Regions from separate parts of the Danio rerio genome. Here all the other regions are linked to region 1. Evidence: chromatin contacts called from public Hi-C and HiChIP or PLAC-seq data. All regions are on one chromosome and are shown on one strand. Each heading gives the region's core, a stretch centred on a gene start, on an enhancer-like site or on the middle of the called end of the contact. The rest is flanking DNA. Distances are from core to core; before and after follow the strand shown. Region 1 holds the start of tmem170a (transmembrane protein 170A). Region 2 holds the start of ctcf (CCCTC-binding factor (zinc finger protein)). Region 3 holds the start of bcar1 (BCAR1 scaffold protein, Cas family member).

What was found. Hi-C and Micro-C count contacts between places; a contact is called where the count stands out from the background. HiChIP or PLAC-seq counts read pairs in DNA pulled down with a chosen protein or histone mark.
Region 2: a contact with region 1 is called in a Hi-C map of hematopoietic stem cells, with 3 times the contacts expected there. The contact joins the promoter of ctcf here to the promoter of tmem170a in region 1. A contact is called at or near these places in 3 of 18 Hi-C or Micro-C datasets (embryo, hematopoietic stem cells and skeletal muscle) and 2 of 4 datasets of contacts at active chromatin or transcription factors (embryo and gastrula embryo).
Region 3: a contact with region 1 is called in an H3K4me3 HiChIP or PLAC-seq map of gastrula embryo, with 2.4 times the contacts expected there. The contact joins the promoter of bcar1 here to the promoter of tmem170a in region 1. A contact is called at or near these places in 1 of 18 Hi-C or Micro-C datasets (an unstated tissue) and 2 of 4 datasets of contacts at active chromatin or transcription factors (embryo and gastrula embryo).

The regions. Positions count from the first base shown.
Region 1 is chr18:23,803,280-23,806,697 of GRCz12tu, reverse strand. It overlaps tmem170a (transmembrane protein 170A), which reads left to right and starts at 1,524. Exons shown (of 3, transcript NM_200689.2): 1 at 1,524-1,906. The coding sequence starts at 1,771. cfdp1 (craniofacial development protein 1) reads right to left here and starts at 44. Exons shown (of 7, transcript NM_001100035.1): 1 at 1-44.
Region 2 is chr18:23,675,054-23,678,482 of GRCz12tu, reverse strand. ctcf (CCCTC-binding factor (zinc finger protein)) reads right to left here and starts at 1,958. Exons shown (of 12, transcript NM_001001844.1): 1 at 1,830-1,958.
Region 3 is chr18:23,995,509-23,999,309 of GRCz12tu, reverse strand. It overlaps bcar1 (BCAR1 scaffold protein, Cas family member), which reads right to left and starts at 1,313. Exons shown (of 7, transcript NM_001135133.2): 1 at 1,077-1,313. The coding sequence starts at 1,088.

The DNA.
Region 1 (3,418 bases), core at 275-2,774:
GCTTTGAACAAACGTGTGGTTGCTTTACTAAAAGCCCAGCATGTTAGCTTGCTAGCTTCATCCGATCGCTAAAAGAGCGACTCAACGGCTCATCGTCAGCCTCCAGGCTCGTCGTTTCTTTCATCTTCAAGTCCTTGAGCTAAAATTAAAGACACAATATTTAGAAAATGTTTTTTAACAACAACAATATCAACAAATATTCAACCAAACGGTAGTAAAGCATTGTATATTGTGTAATTAATCTAAAGATAACGAACCACAATATATATTATAGGTTGTTTTGATTGTATTCTGTTGTATTAAACTTTTTAATGTTTATAATATTTCTAATTATGTAATTAAAGGTAAATATATTCTTAAGGTTAGCAATAATAACAGCACAGAGTATACAAAAAATAATAATTAAAAATCTATAAATACACCAATATATTCTGTTACAAATTATTTATATCTTAAAAAAACGTTCAAATCATGTTCTAAAACGGACAAAAATACAACAACAACAATAATAATAATAATAGGGATTATTATGACCATTGTTATATTAGTAAAGAATTAATATAATATATAGTTATTAAAATATAATATATAATTATTAAAATAAAATTATCAATAATAAGGATTGTTATGACCATTGTTATATTATTCATTCATTTTCTATTCGGCTAAGTCACTTTATTAATTCAGGGTCACCACAGTGGAATGAACCGCCAACTTATCTAGTACGTTTTTATGCAGCGGATGCCCTTCCAGCCGCAAACCATTTCTGGGAAACATCCACACACACACACTCATTCACACACATACACTAGGGACAATTTAGCCTACCCAATTCACCTGTACCAAATGTCTTTAGACTGTTGGGGAAACTGGAGCACCTGGAAGAAACCGACGCGAACGGAGGGAGAACATGCAAACTCCACACAGAAACGGCAACTGACCCAGCCGAGGATCGAACCAGCGACCTTATTGCTGTGAAGCGACAGCACTACCTACTATGTCACCGCGTCACCCATTGTTATATTAGGAAAGTTTTAATATAATATATAATTTTTAAAATATATAATATGTAATTATTGAAATAAAATAATAATAATAACAATAGGGATTATTATGGCTATTGTTATACTAGTAAATTATTAATATAAAATATAATTATTAAAATGAAATAATAATAATAATAATAATAATAATAGGGGTTATTATGGCCATCGTTATATTAGTAAAGTATTAATGTAATATATAATTATTAATATAAAATATAATAATAGAGTATTAATATAATAGATAATTATTAAAATATAATAATAATAATAATAATAATAATAATTTACAAATAACAAAAGAGTAAATAAAATAAAAAAAAAATAAAACATCAAAAAAATCCTTGAGGAACACAGAAACAAATCCATCCATATGATTTTTAAGTCCAGTATTACGGCAACCGTTCAGGGACATACCACACAAACCCTTCAAGTCCCGCCCACAAGCCCGTAGCAAATCGCAGGTGACAGCGAGATAATCTCAAACCAACAACAGTAGTGGTGGATAAAACCATCATTCATATCGATTTTTGATCGGTGTTGCAGATCGTCTGTAGATTAATAGTGCTTTTAGCTAAATGACAGCAAATCCGCACAGTCATCGGCTTTTGCGGTTTGAAACGAGCTTCTTGCAGATGGACGAGCATCTGTGCTAAAAACAAACGCTCCGCTAAAGCCCACCTTCCCTTTCTAATGCTGTTATTCGGCTTTGATACTTCTGTTACGGATGATCGAAGCGTTGATCGTTGGAGAAATGCAGGACGTGCAGATTGGATTCGTCAAGCAGATCCTCAGTTTGAATTTGGTGCCCAGGTCTAATAACACCACCTGCGGGAACAACACCTCTCTGTGCGACTTCTCGGGTGAGTTTTAACGCCACCGCCGACAGCACACATCAGCATCGACCGGCTCATATTTATGCTGCTGAAACTCTTTTGCTGTTGTGTATGTTCTCCATTACACCGAAGCCGACATTCAGCTTTCAGACTGGAGATCTGTTAGCATCTAATGCTAATGTGTTAGCTTGACCGCCTAGTTATACGTTTATTTGGATTCTTGTGTTTGTTGTAATGGTGGTGACATTGGTGGGATCTGTCTGTAGTTTTGTTGGTGTGTCTTGTTCAAATCGTCGTTCTGTATGTGTTGTTCTGTCGGCTTTATATGTGGGACATTCTAACTTACCAGAAACGTAGATTATGTGTCCCTGAAACCCTTGTTGTGCTGTAAATTTAAAATGTATTTTAAAAAAGAACTTCAGAAATAGCAAGTTTAAGTTTTCATCATTCCCATCAGTTGATTAAAAACATGAAATTATAATTAAATTCTACAAATAAATACCTTTTTACGATTGTCCCCATGTTTCTATCAGTCCTGTCACATTTGCATTACATTTAACATAAAATGCGTGCAATACACCTTTAAGGCTGTGACTGAATTGACATCATTTGATGGAGGTGAAGCTGACAATGATCAACAATACATTCTATCATTGAATTGTATGATTTTATGTTTTTGGATGATTTTTTTGAGGATGACAAGCTTAAAGGTCGGGCCCTGTCACATTTCTTATAAGAGAAAATATCCGTTTCTGTTAGAATATCCCATCTATCTCTGTCTTTCTATCTATCAATTGATTCATCATTCATATAATTAAGGTTAAAGTTGGTTTTATGTTAGCACGTTTGTTTATTTTAACAGTCCTTATATTGTTGCACACTAATTTAAATATTTGGTCTGAAATCCTGTTTATGACTTCAAAACAACATTAGCACTGTTCACTTGGCTGTAAACAAAGTTGTACTTCTATAGTCATTGACTGCTGATATATTATCCCTATTTAGAATGTGCAAATAATACTTTGCTGAAATTATGTTCTCAAGGAGAATGTCCTTATGGGCGAATATAAAACTAACTTTACTCCAGTGTTTATTTATCTGTCTGTCTGTCTATATTATATCTATTTCTATCCATTGATTGATCAGTTGTTTATCTATCTATCTACAGGATCAGGGTGTTTATGGGGTCTAAAGTTGGTAAATCGGTTTAGAGAAAATCAAGGCCCTTAAAAAGTATTAATAAATCTTTAATGTTATGTTCCAAAGTTAAATTTTATTTCATCTTTTCATTATACATGTTTATGTATAAGCTAAAAGGTTGCATAAATTAAATTACTGTGTAGGCTAATGACATTCTGTATAGTTTATAGAAAAAAGTTATGAAAGTTTATTCATATTTGTTTTGTCTATTTGTGTAAGTATTCTTTTCTATTTCTCTTCCTAATAAAGCTTACAGAGGGGTAGTAACTCAAATAATTATTTTGTGCATTGTTTCCAATTATTTAGAATTATGTTGTGTCGATAAGGAGTTGTCACAAG
Region 2 (3,429 bases), core at 709-3,208, 130 kb after region 1:
CTTAATAATATAATATTAGAAAAGTGTTGTTTGCAAATTCTAAATAGCGAAATCAAATTAGCAGCCAAATGACCATTAAAGTACACCATCGTTCCCAGTCATATAAACAGTGCTAATGTTTTGAAGTAATACTTGCATGTGATTTCAAGCTGAATATTCCAAAGTACCATGGTAAACAATATATGGAGAATGTCACAAGTTGTCACTAAACGAATGTGCACATTTAAAACCAACTTTACCTCAATTTTTGTACAGTATACTGTGAGTTTACCTGCACCAATATGGAACACTTCATCTCTCTACCACTGCGCCTCGACCACTTTCTGTCTCCGATGAATGACCTATCTGCCTTAACTCTGCTTCTTACTACCTGACTCTACCTGTTGGGATGCAAACAAATCAAGCAAAGTGCAAAATAACCCACACTTCTCTAACACTTCATACAAGTCAAAGCTAAATCACACCGCATTTATGCCATTTAATGTTAATTAAATTGCACACAGCGCATCTCACATAAATGTTCATTAAACATTTACACAGACGTGTAAAAATAAAAATTTACCATTTACATTTTGCATAAATATAATAACCATAAGTATAATAAATATAAGCGCAAAATCTCCAAAAACTTGCAAAACTTGAATGTGACTTTCATTATAGCAAAGCCAGGTTTTGAACTCTTGATTCGTCGCCAGAAAGCATCATCTGAACCGATTCTCTTCTACTTCCTCATGAATGCGCGCATTTGGCCACCGATACAATAAACAGACAAAACGGTGCAACTGTGTCCACTGTCCTTACCTCCACACGTTTCAAAACACCCTTATGGTTTTCCACAGCAAGAGGGCATTCTGAGATGGTTAATCGTGTTTTTGTACCACTACCAGTCGGGTTGTAGAGGGAGCTCTCTACAGTTTTTATCCCTTCAGTCGTTTGTTGCTTGAGGTTAGTCTTTCAATAAGAGCGAGCGGTCGCACCGAGCTCGACAACTGCGGCTGTTTTTAGGTGATAAACTCCGGGATTCGGGAAGAGCACGGCGAGACTCGGTCTTAGCTATCGAAAATGGCCATCGGTGTCATTTAGCAAAGGCATCTTCCTCGTTTGATTTTAATCTGCGCAATGCGTTAGCAGAGGCAGCAGAACTGAAGCTGAAACCACCAAAGATGCGTTTATTTTTAAACTTGTTGCGGTATTTCGGATTACATGAGCGATAAAGACCAAGGAGCGAAGGGAGGCCGCAGTAATGGGACTTTATTCTCGCGGAACCGGGTCAATGTTTCATCGGCTCGGGTTTGAATTTAACTGCTCGAGGAGGGGCGCGAACGCGGCGTTGGGCGCCACTAAAACGTGGCTTACTACCAAAAATCGGACACTTTCCGCTTAAAACACTAAGGATTTCACATTTGCGGATGCACAACTTATGTTTTAAGCCGTTTTGGGTGTGGCAGGACTGGAAATCTGTTAACTTTCAGGGACACGTTAGCTTCTTGGCTAAGTGCGCGTGCAGAAACGGCGGGTTTCTAAAGACAGGAAACAAAGAGAAGAAACAGAAAATGGACGCCTGGCCTAAAGATTGAAGCAAACATCCTGACGTTAAATAATGGCATCTCGGCGAAATGCCGGCTGATATAGTTTAAATAGTGCTTAATAATAGGACTGAAGCCCGAACTTCTGGGTTATAAATGTTTTTTGCTAAATTTTCGATAACGATAGAGGGAGACAAACACCCCCCGCCAGCCGCCTGGACTGGGAGCCCCATCGTGACACCTAGAGGCCGATTAAAGCTCCTGCAAAACTATCCCCCTATCGGAAAAGTAGTGCGATTTTACCTGCGTTTGATGATTTACTCTCGCGTTGATTTCGACAGAAAGCCCAGGGTTTGTTCTTCCTTCAGTACGAGACGGAGTAAAATTGCGTCCTTCACCTCCGGCGGTTTTAATCCTCTCCCGCTTTTGCAGAGTAGGCTCCGCACAAAATGGCGGCCCTTAGCGACTGTTGCGCATGCGCGTCAAGCAGGGGGGCGGTGGCGAGGGGGAGGGCTGTAAACACAGGCAGTGTCCGGATTGGCCGTGTGGGGCGCTACTTTTGAATTACGGATGTGGGCTCTTTTTTTCTTTTTTGTAACGTTCAGTGAATTGTGGATCCATTTTCTGTTTAATATGATAGCATACGATACTGTTATTACATTATGAAACATATATATATATATATATTTATAAGTAGAAAGAAGAAAACTGTTTCCACCTACTAAACTTGGAAATATCAGAAGAGTTAGTGTGAAGGTCTGTATTGTTTAATTGAATTATCGAAAACAGTGTTATATAACCGTCGATAACTAAAAATAAACAGCCTAAATACATCTGAAAGTGGCATTTTTAGTTTTGCTATTGTCATTGTTACATTCCCTGTTGTCTAATAAAAACATTTATATTTTAAATTAGAGAGAAATGTTATTAATTTGCTAAATTAAATAATAAAAGATACATATAAATTGTACCTCCAACCAGTTGACATGTTTTCAGGCATGTTTCTTTCACTAATACACTTTTATAAATTTCATGATGTTATTTTGTACACAAAAATACAATAAAACTAATAATTTCACTCAAAAGTATAACTTCTTATGCAGAAATGGACTAAGTGGCTTTTTTTTTTCCCCCCATAGCTCTGTAACTTAAAATTCAATTCCAGACCCGTAGCTAGGGGGGTTCGGATGGTTCACAAGGCTCATCCCTCCACTGATATTAGGTCCAGTACATGAGCACATTTGTCTTATTTTGACTGCTATGCCGTAGGTAGTGCTGTCGCCTCACAGCAAGAAGATCGCTGGTTTGAGCCTCGGCTCAGTTGGCTTTCTGTGTGGAGTTTGCATGTTCTCCTTGCATTTGCGTGGGTTTCCTCTGGGTGCTCCGGTTTTACCCCAGTCCAAAAGGCATGCGGTACAGGTGAATTAAGGCTAAATTGTCCGTAGTGTATGAGTGTTTGTGTGTTTGGATGTTTCCCAGAGATAGGTTGCGGCTGGAAGGGCATCCGCTGCATAAAAACTTGCTGGATAAGTTGGCGGTTCATTCCGCTGTGGCGACCCTGGATTAATAAAGGGACTAAGCCGACAAGAAAATGAATAAATGACTGCTATGCCATCATAAAGTGTAAAAATACCCCATCAAAGAAGGCATCCATTTAATCCAAACAATAATTTCTCATGAATCTAACATCCAGCTGTGCAAGAAAACATACAATGTGACAGAAGTGAAGTCATCTTTCCCTACAAGTAGGCCAAATTTTATTCTGAAATTTGGACCTTATTCTTGAAAGAAAAAGAAAAAAATAAGGTTTGAAGCACCAAAAGCGGCCGATGTTAAAGTTAATTTTAATTCTAATTAGGCCATTTTTGTTATCCATGAACTTTCAAAAAGTTAAGTTCTACAT
Region 3 (3,801 bases), core at 64-2,563, 190 kb before region 1:
TATGTTAAAAAGTAAAAAAGAGAAAATTATAAAGTTTCACTTGAGGGTCAGTAAATATTGAGTAAATTTTAATGTTTGGGTTTTCCATCCATTTATTGCTACTACCTACATATCATATCACGTAATCATTATAGGATGCATTTAAAAAAGTGAACCAATTCAAAGTGTCATACTTAGCTTTAGTGTACCATAACAAACTTGCTTATAAGACACATTTAAAAGCGTGTTAACACCAGATGGAATAAGCGACTAAACTGACAGATTTCCAATATATGTAGACAAATTAAAAATAATAAATGCCTTCAAAAATAAAATTAACTAGAAAATCCTAAATTCTCATCTCCAAGAATCATCTGTCTGAACTGCATTAATAACTGCCCATAACCATTTCAAGGTCTATTTTAATGACCAGGGAATATCCCGGCCTCTGCAGGGGGTGAATCCCAGAACCAGATTCCTCTCATACGGAAACACAGCACAGCCCAACTCTCACGTCCAAATACCTAAGCACTGTGTCATTCTCAACTCTTACAAGCTGAACAAGAGCCAGCAATTTCAAACAATGGCAAGGAATGGATGCTTCACTGGTCCGGCCGTCACGTCACGCTGTTCTTTTCTCCCTAAAATTTCTCCATACTTCTTTCCATAAAAACCTTAATCTTCCAGCGTTCTCCTGAGTCAGCAAAGAAGAAGCTAACAGTGGCAGGGTTCCTTTTCCGTCCACTCGTCCTCCTGTTATGCCTGCTTTCTCACAGCTTTCAAAACTCAAGAAAAAGCTCAATATTTTCTTTTCAAGAATAGAAATATATACTCATTTTCAAATATATACTGCTAGCCTCTCAAAAAAGTGTTACACTGCCTCTTTTAGAGCTTTTCAAGCTACTTGATCTCCTGCTGCCATAAAAACAAATCATATAATGCTAATAAGACAGAAAACTTGATAAAAGCCAATCTTGAAGACTCTCTTGTTTTTCTGCTGTCCACAAAGACATTGATTCAGAAAGTATCACCCGAGGGCATTTCGCATAACCAACTTAAAGTGCTCACACAACAATGAGAACAGCAAGCACACTCACCAGATAATTCATTTTCAGCCCTGCCGTGCGAGTCTCTGGGACTCCAGACAGCACTAAACTGCCTGAGATTTGACCCCCGAAGAAATCCCACTCGGACCGTCCACTCTTTTGTCAGACCTCTCCGCGTCTCCCAGAAAGTCAGCTTCTAACACATACTCCAATTCCGTGATGTCAGAGGGCAAGAACGAGACTGTCCCATATACTTCTGTCTCTTGAAGTCGCTGATTCTCTCACTGCGTCCTTCCTGCGCTCGTTCTCTCCCACCCTCTCCGGCAAAAGGAGGAGGGAAGAATGCACAGGGAAACCTGACACCCTCCCAGTTCCTTCTCAATCCTGACATTCCCTTTCCCTGCTGCCGATTGGCCGAGGACTCTGTTCTTATGTTAATGAGCCTTACACTCTTCCTCCCCCTGCCTGTGAGGAATGTTTAGTGAACCTCTCTGTAGACCTGAGAAACACACACACACATACTGGGTTTTTTGGCCATCACACACAAACACACAGCTTTGTCTAGACCCTTTCCTTCAGCCTCAACTTTTTGGCTTGCTGATTTTGTTGCCCATCCTTTTGTTCCAGCAGTAAATCCATTCTCAAGGAGACAAAAGTTTAACTCTCTATTGACATTTGCAGTGTTTGGAAATGTTTAACCTGTTTTATCTCAATATATATCTTGCCTGAATTATTAAAGTACCATCAATTCAGAAAAGGAAGGATTGGGAAGATTGAGATGGAAAGCTTTGTTATGGATTTATTTACATAGCTATTTATTCAGAGTATTGCTGAAGCAAAACTTTGTTCTTGATTAATTTCCTGTCTCTATTTTAAAGTACAATCATTTAGATGCATCACAAACTACAGAGAAAAAACAGACTGATAAAAAAAACATATGAAGCTTAAAAAGACTAATTATATATATATATATATATATATATATATATATATATATATATATATATATATATATATATATATATATATATATATATATATATATATATATATATATTTATTTATTTATATATATATTTATATACATATATATTATTAAATAAAAATAAATGAAAATCAAATTAAATAGAAAATAGAATAGAATAGAATAAAACTAAATAAAATACAATTTTAATAAAACAAATAAATGAAATAAAATAAAAATTTAATTAAATAAAAAATATAAAATAAAACATAATATAATATAATATAATATAATATAATATAATATAATATAATATAATATAATAAAAAATGAATAAAAGCTAATTAAATCAAATTAAATAAAAATAGAATAAAAAATGTAATAAAAAAATTAAATAAAATGATTGCACATTTGTGTGTACATGTTCGGCTCAGGAATGAACGAGATACAGGTATGTAACAACATTTGTATATAATTTTTTTTTTTTCAATAAAACAACAAATTTGAAAAAAAATCAAAATGCAAAATAAACAATGTGGACATTTTATCTGTATCTATTTAAAAATGAAATAGCTCTGAATGACGACCATTGGTTAAGTAAATAAACTAAGCTAATCTGCCCCTGTTTGCTTTAGTGTTCGCAATTCACCATGAATTTCAAAGCATGACATCATTCGCTGGTTCCCCCATGAGGGAGTGACCAGGTCAGGGGTCAAAGTGGGATCCACATTTAAATCAATGTGGTAAACAGACAAAAGCAGAATGTCCTAATGCACTGTCTCCTGCGATTCACAGATAACAGATAGAAAATCTACTCCTCAGATGATTCTGAGGCACAGAGTAAGTCAACATGCCTTTCTAAAAGTAGTGTCAGAAAAGATGCATAATGACCTCAAACTGCCACGACATCATGGTGTGGCCTGGTGCTAAGGTCAGGGGAGGTCAGGGGAGGTCAGAGAGGTACGAGACAACAGGGCATCAAGATTTCACATCAGCATTCCTAAATCTGACCTGATCTGAAGGAAAATATTCACTCAATTTAAGCTGAAGCCAATTTTGTAATATCACTTGTTGATTAATGGTTTCATAAATGACCTAGACTGAGATAATTTAGTAGAGATGACCATCTCTTTTGGAGGTAAAATAGGATTAAAGACATTTTTCAATTCGCTCTCTAGTTTTCAAATAAAGTTCTTTGATTTTCTTCTAAACCGGTATAACATTTTCATATGTGCAACATAAAAACACATATTTTAAGGAATGTAAAATTTTGGAACAACACAAAAGTACATTACTAATGACATCTGTAGGGATTACATTGTCAAAATCCTTCCAGTGCATTTTAAAAATAACCTAGATATTGCCTTAAAATGTCATACAATCAGCTAGTGCTCACTATACTAATTAACTAGAAAATAATAATGTAAATATATGAAAACAAAGCCTTTCAAAGCTTTTTTCCAGTGAGCCAGTGCTGTGTTTCTCAACCACGCTCCTATCTCTGCAAATTTGTCATGTCTTAATCAAACACACCTGATCCAGATCATCAGCTCATTAGCAGAGACTGAAAGACCTGTAATGGGAGTGACAGACAAAGTAGACATCCAAAATATGTACAGTAGTGCTGGTGGTCCTTCAGAAATGTGGTTGAGAAACACTCAGTTAGTGCTCACTATATTAATTCACTATGAAATAATAATGTATACATTTGAAGACGAAGCCTTTTTTCTGCCTTAGTGTACAGTTATGTATCACTTTAGTTTATAGGGATAGTTCATCTAAAATAATCTGTGGGCTATATGCACAGCTAGT